Regions from separate parts of the Mus musculus genome. Here region 2 is linked to region 1. A link is a contact called in public ChIA-PET data. All regions are on one chromosome and are shown on one strand. Each heading gives the region's core, a stretch centred on a gene start, on an enhancer-like site or on the middle of the called end of the contact. The rest is flanking DNA. Distances are from core to core; before and after follow the strand shown. Region 1 overlaps Ell2 (elongation factor for RNA polymerase II 2). Region 2 overlaps Gm41005 (a long non-coding RNA gene).

Evidence for each region. ChIA-PET counts read pairs in DNA pulled down with a chosen protein or histone mark.
Region 2: an RNA polymerase II ChIA-PET map of memory CD8 T cells shows a contact between it and region 1, with 6 read pairs. The contact joins two enhancer-like sites. A contact is called at or near these places in 2 of 39 promoter capture datasets (the C10 cell line and pre-B cells), 3 of 115 datasets of contacts at active chromatin or transcription factors (effector CD8 T cells, embryonic stem cells and memory CD8 T cells) and 1 of 9 other capture datasets (adipose tissue).

What each region holds. Positions count from the first base shown.
Region 1 is chr13:75,735,551-75,742,543 of GRCm38.p6, forward strand. The region is part of intron 2 of Ell2 (elongation factor for RNA polymerase II 2); the gene reads left to right. Among named protein-coding and RNA genes, the nearest start is that of Ell2, 32 kb to the left of the region's middle. Within about 2 kb of position 3,616, at least 80 of the 459 cell types and tissues checked have an H3K27ac peak or open chromatin away from gene starts, as enhancers often do. A contact at or near this core is called in adipose tissue and memory CD8 T cells, where this site is marked.
Region 2 is chr13:75,822,694-75,829,686 of GRCm38.p6, forward strand. The region is part of intron 1 of Gm41005 (a long non-coding RNA gene); the gene reads right to left. Among named protein-coding and RNA genes, the nearest start is that of Glrx, 14 kb to the right of the region's middle. Within about 2 kb of position 2,853, at least 122 of the 459 cell types and tissues checked have an H3K27ac peak or open chromatin away from gene starts, as enhancers often do. A contact at or near this core is called in adipose tissue and memory CD8 T cells, where this site is marked.

The sequences.
Region 1 (6,993 bases), core at 2,366-4,865:
GATAGAGAGATAGCTAGGACCTGGGTTTAGTTTCCAGTACCCACATCAGATGGCTCATGACTGCCTAGAACTCCAGGGAATCCAACATCCTCTTCTAGCTCCTGCAGCCACTACACCCAGACACACACACATATACACATAGATACAAATAAAATAAATCTTTTTAAAAACTGACAGTGTGACCTGCTTAATGATCCCTGGCATATGCTAGATACTGTAGTATTTTAAGATGCCATGAAGTAGCAGATGTTTCTGTGTCCCCATTTGGTATCGTCAGGAGTGGTTTTGGTTTCTTTCTTTTCCTCTTTTCTTTTTTCTTTTCTTTATATTACTCATGTTTCTAACCAACATAGTAGGATAGTCTTTATGTTCATAACTGATGATAATTTTTAAGATAATTATCTTATTTCAGTAATTGTAAAATAAGTATGGTATTCATGTAACCTTTTATGTATTTTGTTGTTTTGGCATTTTTGCATATCATTTTTATAGTCTTAAAATTTAACATGCTTGGGTTTCTGCAATCTCCTTTTGATGGCTGTCTCCTGTAAAGGAATATTATAAACTTTTAAGCTAGTAATGTCTTCCCCCTACCCACATGCCATCACACTATTGGCTATTGATGAGTTATTTATTGGCTATTGGTGAGGTCACATAATTTACTATTTCATACAGCACTGTTGTCCTGGAGTGATTGCTTAGTGGGTGGTGGTGGTGCTACTTTCTAGAAGTATATGACTATCTAGAGAATAATCACCGAAGCATTTCATTGTATGCATTCTACACATGCAGTATTGCTCTACTACTACATGTGTATTCATCCTTTCTTTGACAGCATCTCTTCCTCTGTGTAGAGACATCGGCTTAATGGTTCTCATAATAGGCCAGCCATACCATCCCTAGCCATCTTTCAACCCTATATTTCTTAAAGTTATAAATCTACTTATCTGGAGGTTTGACAGGTTTTATTTACATCTTCTATATTTACATCAGGCCTACCAAGGCTCTTTAGAAATCTGAACTATGACCTCTCATTTAATACTTGATGTTTTATATCAGTAGCTATGAAATTAGAAATAGTTTTTATTCCTTTATAGGTTTTAGAAAATTAGCACATCAATTTGAGTTATGAAAATTAAATAGAAATACATTTTATAGAATTGTGTATGTATTTTCTACCTCAGGAATTATTATTTTCAGAGGAGGTATTTGGGGAAAGGTCTATAAAATTCAAATACTACAGGTTTCACTCATCTTGTAGGACTGTGTAGGACTTGTGTAGACACAAGAAGTTTGAAAAAACAAAAAGGAAAGGCTAACTGGTCAACCACCTTTTAAAAATATCTATTAAAGAGGGGGAACCATGGGTAGCCACTAGAAAGTCCCAGATGCCAGGGACCCAAGAGGTTCCCAGGCCCCAACTGGGAGAACATTAGCCAAAATAACCAACAAAGGGGAGAGAGAACTTGTAGAGACCAGGTCCAGTGGATAGGCATGGCCCCCAGTTGAGAGATGGGGCCACCCACCCACCTCAAAAATATTAATCCAGAATTCCTCCTGTCAAAAGGGAATGCAGGGACAAAGAGTGGAGCAGAAACAGAAGGAAAGGACATCCAGAGACTGCCCCACCTAGGGACCCATCCCATCTGTTGACAACAAACTGAGACATTATTGCTGATGCCAAGAAGTGCTTACTGACAAGAGCTCGGTATAGCTGCCCACCAAGAGGCTTTGCCAGAGCCAGATCAACACAGCCAAACATTGGACTGGGCACGGGGACTCCAGTGGAGAAGTTAGGGCAAGGAATGTAGGAGCTGAAGGGGTTTGCAACCTCATAGAAAGAAAAACAATATCAACCAACCAGACGCCCCAAATCTCTCAGGGACTAAAACCATCAACCAAAAAGGGGATTCTCATGACTCCAGCTGGATATGTAGCAGAGGATTTGCCTTATCTGGCATCACTGAGAGGGGAGCCCTTTGGTCCTGTGGAGGCTCAATGCCCCAGCATAGGGGAACGCAAGTGTGCTGAGGCAGGAGTGGGTGTATGGGAGAGCACCCTCATAGAAACAGGGAGGAGGGAATAGGGGGCTTGTGGAGGGGAAATTGGGAAGGGGGATAGCATTTGAAATGTAAATAAATTAAATACCCAATAATAATAATAATTATAATTAAATAACTGGTCAACATTATTTTTTTACATTTGTTTAAAAAAATTTTTTAAGGCCAACTGGTCGAGCTGTTTCCAGAAATTAAGTCAGGGAGAGGAGAGAAAGGGATGGGAAAATATAGACAACCAATAGACTCTATTACAGGACCAGCGACAATGTTGGAATCAGAGGTATATGCCACAACATGCACCAGGCTAACTAAAGATTTATTTTTTAAAAAAAAATCTAAATAGCTTTAAAAAGAAAAATGTATTGAGATTAATTGATAGTGGAATCCAGAATTAAGAGCTGGTCACTCTTCCATTTCACTTTGGAAATAACCTTCCAAACAGTTGTTTATATTAGTGAGCATGCAAGTTTTCATGGTGATGTTGATTGAACTGGGCTGAAGCCATGCATTTTGCAAAATCTCGGGCCTAGGCCAGCCGTTCTGTTGATCTTCAGGGCAGCTCCTACCCGTCCCGTCAGGTCTGTCTCTTCACTAGATTTACACCACTGCTTATGACTGCCAGGCACAAACCTAGGTCTGCCAGCTTTTGCCTGCCGTTCCTCCAGGCATGGTGTGGCTTTCCTCAGGACCGCAGACGAGCAGGAGGAGAGAAAACTCACAGGGATTTGGAACTTAACTGTTCATACATAACATTTTTTTTCCTTGTAGAACTAAGATTTGAGCTTTGTTTCAGAAAGACAAACTTTTTTTTAAGACAAATTTCTGCTTTATAATTGACCAGGATAATGTCTCCCTGAGTTCTTTTAGTGTGTCCTTCCCAGCCCTTTAGCTATCTCCCTGGGTCTTCTAAGTTGTGTTTTTTAAGAGGTTGGGATGTGTTTTCAAATGGAACTTGAGGACAAGAGTTCTGCATTTTAGTGAAGAAATATATGTATGGAGAGAGAGAGAGAGAGAGAGAGAGAGAGAGAGAGAGAGAGAGAGAGAGAGAGAGACGTGTATAATGTAAATCTTAAGTACCACAAACCCAAGAAGCCACTTTGCCTATGTTTTCAGGCTAAATATAACCTAGAAGAGATCAGACGTTTCCTCTTCCTGACATTCACGCCCTCCAGTCGGTGTTTGCTCTGCCGAGTCCTACTTTCCCAAAGAGCCTTACTTACGTGGCCTATTTCAACTTCATTTGTTTTGTTTTGTTTTTAATCACTGGCATGTTTGATTGATTGTTTGTTTGTGTAAATCTGCAAATATTTATGAGGCATGTTCAATGTCCCAAACATAAACAAAAATGAATGAGACCACAGCCCTTGATTTTCAACAACTCAGTCTGGTGGGGGAGAAAGACATAAATCAGAACCCAGGGAACTTAGTAAAGAAGCAGTAAAGGCTATGGGGATTGTGAGGACCCAGAAGAGGAGCAACTAAGCCCACCTCACTAGAGACGGCTGGGCTTCCTCACAGAGTAAAGGTCCTGAGCTGAGTCATAAATGAAAGAAATGTTACCACAAGATAAACAAGAAGTAGAGACTCAGCCCAGTGTTTTCTGATGGCACGGTGCTGCCTCTTGAGATGAAGGGCACTATGGCGAGTGAGGCCCAGTTCAGTTGCTGTAGTAGCAGAGAACTCTGGATGCCTATAACTGGATGCCTATAAATGCACTTCAATTCCCTCTCATGGATAGCTAGATTAAAAATAAAAAACCAAAAAACCATCAATGGTGTATGGGACTGATGCGTTCAGACTGGCATTGGAGGATATTTGACTTAAAACCTGAGTGATTTGGGGATAAGAGCTGAATGATTTACGGATATGACTGAGAAGGGATCAAAAAAAAGCTGAAAGACAAAAGACATTGTCAAAGGCATGAGGGGATCTTAAACAAAGCAGGGGAGATAGATGAGAATGCATATTTAAGAAATAATTGGGGAGTAGAAGACAAACATGTGATGGGTTCGAGCTGGGACATCAAGGGTGGTTTGAGAAGGAGAGGGGTGGACACTAAGTCTTCAGGACAGCAGGGGCCTCAGAGGATACTGTAGTGTTCTGGGAGATGACTCAGGGATGTGAAGACAGTTTAGTTCTTTTCTATGTCAGCATCCATTCTATGTAATGTATTCAGATTTTTTAAATGCTTTCTAAAATAAGAATGACGAGAATTGCTGAACTCACTGGGAGGTTTTACTTTTTGCTCCCCAGGACTCCATATGTGTAGTCTAGCCATGACTGCATTTTGAACATATTACATAGATTTTTTTTCCTATGGCTCTCTCACTTTTACTTCCAAAGCTGCTTTCAGCTTTTGGCTCAATTTTACATTTATTTTTTAAATATAAATTTTATTTTCTCATACTCCTTAAAGCCACATAGCTTTCCCTGTATATCTCTAATTATCTATTATTTGCATCTTTCCCTTACAACTGCCCAGCCCGTCCTCTTTCCTTTCCTGGAAATAGCCAGCTACTAACCAGCTTACTCCCAGCCACCTGGCGTCTTCGAAGTGAGTTTAGACATCAAGCTGCAAAGTGAGTCATAACAGAACTCACTTTGAAGCCCTTTTTTAGCTTGTGAAACCAACAGTGGTCAATTGTATTTAAAATTCATGCCCAGCTTGTTAGTGGGTTCAGTTATATTAAGGGACTCAGTGTCACTTCCAGGATGAAAGACAGCTGGAAGCAAGGACAAGAGGGAGCTGGCAGGGGATTCATATGTCTGTACACATTCAGGCAGTTTTCTTCCTCTCAGACAGAATGCCATGTCATCATTCTTTCTCACATTCCTCACATTTAATATGTCTATGAGTCCTACTTCCTGTTGTCACAAAATACATCAATTCCCAATTCTCTGTCTCCTGCTCTTTGCCTCTACCATCAGACTCCTAGAAAGATCTCACTCAGTTTTATTTAGCAGTATACCATCAAAATCCAAGCAGTACTCAGCATAGTAGCACTCACTAAATATTTGTGGAATAAATGGATAAAGCTGTAGTTTTCCAAATAATACCAGTTGTAAATATTATAATCAGTGTTTCCTCTAGAGTGGTGACAAGTTGAAAAGAACTCAGTATAAGGGTGAGCATATCAAGCTAGGAAGTCATTTTTTCTAGTCAGTCTCTACCCCACCAAAACAGCAACAGTAGCAAAGGCATAACTCATTTTTGCACTGCTACACATTTTAACCCTGAAGTACTTCCAAAGTATTCTGGGTCTAAGTGAGATAGTGGAGACTAAGAGAGAAAGCTAGTCTCTTTTCTTTTCTCTTCTTTAGCATACATCTTGTTATGGGAGAAATCAAAGAAACAGGTGAATTTATATTATCCTGCATTATTTATGTTAGTTGCTACATGACATGACTTTTTTGGGTAACTTCCAATATTTTTCTTTATGCCGGTTGCACTTGACATTTTATACCACTCTCATCGACAAAAGTATCTGTCATGAACCTCCAGAGGTTTTTAGCATGTATTAGAAACTCTTAGCCTCTGCCCTTAGATTTCCCTTGTGTTTCTATATTTAATTTTTTTCTATTGCCATTAAAGGATATCTACTTCATACTTCTGACCCCAGCGTTGGTTTGTACATCTGGTTTGTTCTGAGGCCATTTTCTTTTCCTCCCCAAAACCTATCCTGTTGGACCTAGAGCCGTAAGAAGTAGCTCTCGTTTGGTTGTGGCTTTCAGGTTGAAGTTTCTATTCTCTATTCTGATTCTGGGTTATCCTCCCCCAGAACTGTGGAATATGTATAGTGCATGCATTCCTAAACCATTTCCTAGATTCTTAGGAAATCAGAATCATCAGAAGTCTGGGAAGAGTTTGAAAGCAGCAGAGAATTCTAATGCTTAGATGCTTACAGCAAGTTTCTCCTAGACCTAAGCTTAGTGCACAGTCTGCACACTGCACACTGCACACTGCAGAGCTGAGTGGTAAGAAGACCAGACAGATGATACTGAGAGACATGCTGGCTTGCTGAGCTTCTGCAGAGGTCGAAGAGAAAGAAAGACTTTTATTTTAGGTCATACGAATTGGAAAATGACTTTTTGGTTCAAAAGATCTACAGCCAAGAGAGTCGTTTTGTTTAACCTGGCATTTCCCAAACTTACTTGATGGTAGAATCCCCATTTTAAATAAAACTTTTCAGCATACTTTGGAAATACTGTTGGAAAGAAAGCAGACACCAGTTCTAGTTCTGCCTGAGACATTAATCAACATTTTTACTCACTCAGCGAATACATATCGAGTGACTACTTTGTGCTCTGCACCATTCAAGATACTGGCAGTACATTCACAAGCGCACAAAGGCGTCTGTCTTTGCACAGCTTATATTCTAGAGGGGGAAGAAATACCATAAACATAATATGTTAGTATTACAAGGTAATGAGTGTTTCAGACAGCCATGGAGCAGAGAAAGTGGTCTGAGAGTATAGGGTAGCAATTTTAAGCATGAATATAACCTTGGACAGCTTACTGGGCCTCTTTGTCTCTAATTTATAAAACGAAGAATTTGAAAAATGATCTGGGCTCCCCTGGTCCTGTGGTTCAACTGAACAACCCCAAGAACGTCCATATCAAACTTCGTTACTGCTGGCTCATAAATGTCTGATAAAGCCTTTCAGTCACTGTAGGAGAAAAAGTTAGGTATTAATGCTTATAATTACCGCACTGCCATTTAAGTCTTTTGTGATCGCCACAAAGCAAAACATTTAAATAAATAAAGCCTTACTAGATTTCTTTTTAATCTAGCATATGCTTTGATCCTATATGGGGCTCAGGTACCAAACACTTTTAAGCAGATACCAGTGTGCATGAGTTTCAGCAGTGTATGCTTGTACTTCTGCCCTAGATCCTTAAGATAGCCGGCCTGTGACTGATGATGAAATGACC
Region 2 (6,993 bases), core at 1,603-4,102, 86 kb after region 1:
GAAGAGGAGGGGAAGGAGGAGGGAGAGAGGATCCAGTTCCTATTGAAAGTATAACAACGTAAAAACAGAATTCTAGGCCTTTAGGCCCAGGCTTGGGAATGTGGCCTTTGTAAAGGTATGCTAATCATAAAAGAGATAGCGACATTCCTCTACCCACCCGCTTCCTGGGTTCAAAGAGTGCTCATTCAAAGAAAGTCACCCTGGCCATTACCAGAACCTGCAATGCAAATGTGCTATTGTTAGGGGCTCTTAGAAGCTGTCTTGAGAGTTAACAATTACCAGGTATTCCTTGTGACTCTTGTAACTTTACACTTCCTTGTGACTCTTAACTGGTATCTTTGGTATCTTCCAACAAAGCCCTCCCCACTTCCTTGAGTTTCGGTTTCTTCCTTTAAATACCCCCTTACCCAGCTACTCGGGGCGCCACAGTCCTCTACCCCTGCGTGGTGTATGACCGTGGGCCCGAGAGCGCTCTTGAATAAAAATCCTCTTGCAATTTGCAACAAGACCGTTTTCTCGTTGGTGATTTTGGGGTGTCGCCTCTCCTGAGTCAGAACGTGGGAGAGTCCTCACGTTGTGGGTCTTTCACTATCCCACATGAATCTAGCTGCTGGTCCATTCCAAAGCACAAAAGGTCCACACTCCTCCAATTCCCCACCAAGACGAGAAGAGGGAACTAAGAAGCTGAGTCATATCTGTACATGGAAGAGGAAGCCTTCCGCACAGTGAGAAACACCAAGCTTATGAGTTACTAAAGCTCTGTGCTTCCTATAACAGAAAGTTCTCATACATGGTGATTCTCGCAAAGAAAATGTTAAAGAAAAAAGACAAGTTGAATGGTGCTTGATGAAACACAGTTGGGAAGGTTTCCTCGGGAACATAATGATCAGTATCTAAACCACTGCAAAGGTGGATATTGAAGCAGGGGAGAGACTGGGCTCAACTCCAAATCAGAAAGGGCAGTTGAGACTCATAAGCAAGGAACAGAAGAGACAATTACTAAGTGGGAACATCAGGAAAAAGAAGAATTTGGGCTAAATTAACTGAACAGGATCCCTGCTGAAGCCAGGCCAGGTGGACAGACATCACTTGGGGGAGTGACACAGTGATTGGACATAGAGTCTTGCTAACCTACCTTAGCAGGATGCTCTACTACAGATGAAGCAGAAGGAAATGCAGAGTCAGGCACAGCAGAAGGTCCTAGAGGCTGACGACAGTTTGTCCAAGCAAAGATTCTCCCAGAGTCCAGTGCAGTTTTTAGCTGGGTTTACCATGCTTAGGTTGCTACATTTCAAGCTGTAGAGAGCAGCTATCTCCATCAAACAGTACCTGTGGGTCACAGGTAAGTGTCCCACTATTTGGCCATAAACCTGAGAACTAAGGCCCTTGTGCCTTGCTACCAGGACAAAAATTATGCCTTTGAGTGGCTCTTCCTCTCAGAAAGAAGAGTCTTTGGTGACAGTGTAAATGTGAAGGGACCCCGGTAGAGAGAAGGCAGCTGGTGGTACAAACTGTCTAGGAGGGTCTTCTGTGCAGCCAGGACAGACAGCTTTACATTTCCTCTGTGCCATGAGTGGTTTCACAGCCCCATTCCTGTCCCCACTGGAGTCTCTGAGCTTCTGTGCTCACTCATCCTCACCTGGGAGGGGAGGGGTGTCCCACTTACAACACCCCAAAAGTTCAATGAAGGACAGTGGCTTAAACTTTCATGAGCAAAAATGTTTTGACTAGAAGCCCATCAAACCATTTTTGTCACACATAAATTTCTCATCTATTTGTACAAGAGTCTTTTAACTGAACTTTATACTAAGTTCTTTGTCCTTTTCTTTTTTGGCTTGAGGGTTTTTTGTTGTTGTTCTTGCTGGGTTTGGGGGTTTGTTTTGCTTTGCTTTCATGGTAGAGGTGGTTTATTGGTGATAGTGGTACTGGGACCCAAACCAGGGCTTTGCCCTTGCCAGGCAAATACTCTACCACTGAGCTATATTCCAACTCACAAACCTTGTGTTCTATGAAAAAGAAATGAAATAAGTAAGTTATGACATGGGGCAATGGTGCGACAGTAAGCGCAGTGGAAGCCCTCAGGACTAGGAAGGGCTTGCAGTGACTGTTGCTTCCTGCTAGGAAAGGCTTGCAGCAGCTGCTGTTTCGTCATTGATCAGTGGCCACATCCTAAAACATATGAGGCCCTTGCTTGGTGGCTATAGGTATCTTGGATTTTCTTTTTTCTGGGGTCCATTTCTCTTACATTTTACCTTAAGCTCGTTGGTTATTTCAGGTCTATGATGTACACATGTGTCCTGTTGTTGTTTCTGGATAAGACAAGCTGTCCCCTCTAATTAAAGACTGCCCCTAAATGATTCATTTCCTTTCAGCATCTCATATTTCAAGAATTTATTTTCACAATCGCAGCTATGACTTCTGGGATTGCACATAGGCTGTTAACAAACACAAAGGAATGTCTGATGTGTTGGCAACTCAGTTGCTTCCTTCTAAGATTGCTGGCCTCCTGGTGTGATGGGTCTCATTTAGTTTGAGGTACTACTTGTTGCCAGTAGTCCCAAAGAAAGGCATTTGTCTCTGCCTTTTCCTTCCTCTCACTTCTAGGGCCTGAACTGGAGGTTGCCCACATCACTAAGTACTTTCCAGCCCTAGTTTTAACAGCATCTCAGTAAATTGCCCATGATGGTCTTTAACTCATTCTATAATCCACACAGGCCTTGACTCTCCCACTCTCCAGGTATCTGAGATTATAGGCCACCCTACCAGTTTGAGCTTTAATGCTGCTTTGTACAGTTTCTGCCTTATTTTTTCAGGCCTTCCCATATTGCTACACCTACTTAGTCATACAGGCAAGCACCTAGCAGGCTTCCTGTGGTACTGGTTTCCTGCCATGCCCACTGCTTTCTGTTCTTGCTTTTGAATCCTTGCTCATGAAGCAGTTTTCTATTTTCATTTTTACTTTAATGTCTCCTTGTTTTGCTTTTACCACCTCTCCCTGGCTCCTTTGACTTCCTCGATAGGCTGGATCCCACAGTAGGTGTTTTGGACATGCATAAAAGTCTAGGTTACCTTGTGCCCTAGAGCTTGCATTGTGGCCTCTTGTCTTGCCTATTTTTAGCCCTGCTAAACTCCTCCTTACCTAGGACCACCCTCAAGAGGTATGGCTGCTCCTCTTGGTAAGATTAACACTGCCACTTTGTCCCCATCCCTGTCCTCCAGTAGTTCCGGCTGGTCAGAAGGCCTAGGGCAGATATGAGGTCAAGCTGCAGTTGAAACACACACTAGAAAGCCATATGTAGTTCCCCTCCTTGTAGGTACTCTCCAACCTTCAAGAATTTTTCTCTTTGAGCCATTACTTGGCAAGAGGCAGAAGCAGACATTTCAATGTTCTTTACCAGTCTCCACCAGTCACCTTCTCTACAACTGATTGCCGAACAGAGCAGAGAGCAGAGCAGAGAGCAGAGCAGAGAGCAGAGCAGAGCAGAGAGCAGAGCAGAGCAGAGCTCTGCAGAGCAGAGCAGAGCAGAGCAGAGCTAAACCACATATGAAAGTTCCCTCGTGACAAATATCCTCTTCCTCCATCCTTTTGTGTCCCACTATCCCTTTAAACTATTGCTCTGTTTTTAACTCTGCTTTGTCAAGTTTCCTAAAAGTTAATCTGGCTGGAGGTGGTGGTGTGCATCATTAATCTCAGAAAAGGCAAGGCAGAGGCAGGCAGATCTTTTTTAATTCAAGGCCTGCCTACCTAGTGAGTTCCAGGCCAGGCAGGAATGCATTGACAAGACACTAGCTCAAAAACAAAACAAACAAAATACTAATTTGAACTGGTTTTCAATTCTCCACCTCCTCAATCACTGCCTTCAATAAAAAACAAAACAAACAATCATGAAGTGACGTGTGCAAATGGAAAACATTCAAAGATAGAGGATGAACGAGGAAACGTCCTACTCCATCTGTCTACTGGAGTGACAGATTAGGTTTCGGATTTCAAGACTTTCTTCAAAAATAAATAAATAAATAAAGCCCATCGGTTTTATATATTGTGTGGATATAGATATAGATGTCATAACATATATGTCTTCCACATTCCCTAACATAAGCTGTCAGAGTTACACATTCTGTGCTTGTAGGCACACATACTTGTGGAGGTGTACATGTGGAGAGTGTTGGAGAGTTCTCTGTTACTCTCCACATTCTGCCTCTGAGGTCTCGAGCGCGCCCCCAACTCGCCAGCAAGAACGACGCCACAGCAGGATCCTTCTGCACACGTTTATTCAGTCCTATTTCTTCTTTCTCTATATATCTCCCTTGTTTATATCTCCCAATAATAACAATCCTCTCTCGAATAATAATCCTCCCTCTAACCCGGGCCTCTCACTCTTATATACTCTCAGTTCCCATCCACGCACAGCAGGCCACACCACTTCACCAGGCACGCAGCTTCAGCTAATCAGGGCAGCAGGGGCAAATCTCCACCAAATTGGATTCACCTGTATCCTGGTACACCTGTGCAGCTCTCAAGATGTTTGTGTCTTATATGAGGAAGTCAGGTGCAAGTCATATGACTTAGCTGCAGTCCCTGGCACCTTTGGGACTGCCGCCACACCCGCTCCCCACAATTCCCCCTTTTCTTTTAATAAGAGCAATAGGCCACCCATATTAATGAGAGTGGAGATAGAGGTCAAATCCCCAGTGTGCAGGTAAAGGAGCCATGTACAGGATTAGCTCTTAGGCTCACAGGCTTTTACCCAGAGCAACCCTGACCTGCTCCCGTGTCGTTTTTCCTGGGGGAAGGGAACTAGGACACTGAACCTTCATGAAAGATGACATGTCTCCCTAGAATAGGCTCATATATGCCGCAGAGCCCTTCTATTGCAGTGCTTAGCCGTGCAACTCTCTCGGGCTGCTGAAGCGCACTCACTCTATCCCGTGCAATGAGACTAGCCTCGTGGGGTGCAAGAGCTGAATGGCCAGCGACCTATTGCTTAAGCATAGATATATCAGGGGAAGCACCATGTTCTAGAGCTGCAAGCGCCTGGGCAATAACCACCTTGTCTCTCCTAGTTTGGGCCTTAAGCTTACAGACCAATCAAAGAAGCAACACTAATCCACAGCAAAGTGTATCTCCAAATAATATCAATCCCACCCATTTTTTAAAGAAGGGAAATGTTGAGGAGATCCAATTGGGTAATCCTTTGGTCAGGGACAGGTCCAAGCGCGTGGAGTTGACCTGAAGTCTCAATTCCCGAAGGGTCTGTTCAAATTCAGCCGTCCAATTCTGTAACATATACTGAGAAAGACTTTTTGACAAATTAGCTGCCCTAGTAAATTTCTCATACTGAATGGAAGTAATGCATAATGCGAGGTCTCCCAAGCTCCCGACAAACCCTAAGCCAGTTTTGTAAACCTTTGTTCTTTCTTGGGGCTATGGCCGCTCTGCATTCCTGCGTGGCTTGCTCATAAATAAGCTATTCTACCAGAGGTGCGGCTTGCTCCGAATCTCTAAAAATACGCTCTGCTGCCTCTGTCATTCTGGCCACAAAATCTGAGAATGACTCCTGAGGTCTCTGGACGATCTTTGTTAGTTGTCCAGTGGCTTCACCTGCTTGGGAGAGCGCCTTCCAGGCCCTAATAGCCTTTTCATCTGATTCAGAACTATTAAGAACTGGCTCCTTGAGCTCACCTAGTGATGAGTATAGGCTCCTTCTCCTAGAGACCTCCGCTAATTGATCTTTTTTCTTTTCTTTTTTCTTTTCCTTCCTTCTAATCTCTCCCCAGGTATTCTTACCTGACCTAAACTTTTCCTCGGGTTCAAGACCCTTGGAAAGGCCTGTATGCTTATTTTGTGTACCATATTTTCTCTTTGCTCCTACTCTCTCTCCCCGCTTTACTTCTGATAGATTGTCCTGAATTTCATCCAGAATCCGCCCTGCCTTAACCACTTGATAACATGTGAAAAGGAACAAAAGGGCTTCTAACACTAGAAAAAATTCAAGGCCAAACATTTTCCACTTTACTTCTGATAGACTGTCTTGAATTTCGTTAGAAAGTTCAAGATCAGGCGTACCTTGTAAAGCTATACTTACGGGTTACCGCCGTTCCCCAGCTGAAAAGTTCTGAATTCATGCAGTTGAATCCTTCTTAACAGTCTGCTTTACGGGAACCTTTATTACCGCGACCCGCAGTTCTGGTTCTGGAATGAGGGATCTTCCTTGCGCCGGTGATGGTAACCGTCCCAGGTTTTCTCGTCCTGGGTTTTCTCGTCCCGGGTCTTCTCGTCCCGGGTTTTCTCGTCCCAGGTTTTCTTGTCCCAGGTTTTCTTGTCCCAGGTCTTCTCGTCCCGGGTTTTCTCGTCCCGGGATTTCGGCACCAACTTCTCGAGCGCGCCCCCAACTCGCCAGCAAGAACGACGCCACAGCAGGATCCTTCTGCACACGTTTATTCAGTCCTATTTCTTCTTTCTCTATATATCTCCCTTGTTTATATCTCCCAATAATAACAATCCTCTCTCGAATAATAATCCTCCCTCTAACCCGGGCCTCTCACTCTTATATACTCTCAGTTCCCATCCACGCACAGCAGGCCACACCACTTCACCAGGCACGCAGCTTCAGCTAATCAGGGCAGCAGGGGCAAATCTCCACCAAATTGGATTCACCTGTATCCTGGTACACCTGTGCAGCTCTCAAGATGTTTGTGTCTTATATGAGGAAGTCAGGTGCAAGTCATATGACTTAGCTGCAGTCCCTGGCACCTTTGGGACTGCCGCCACACCCGCTCCCCACACTGAGGGAGGATCTCTCCTTGAACTACCAGCAAGTGCCGGTGGTTCTCCTGTCTGCTCTGACCTTGGTGCCAGGGCTATAGGCATTTGAGGGACCAGACCTGACTTTTGACATGAGAGCTAGAACCTGAACTCTAGCACTTATACTTGGACCTCAGTAAGCCATTCCTCTATCTACCTACATAGTTTATTTGATAAATACATCACTT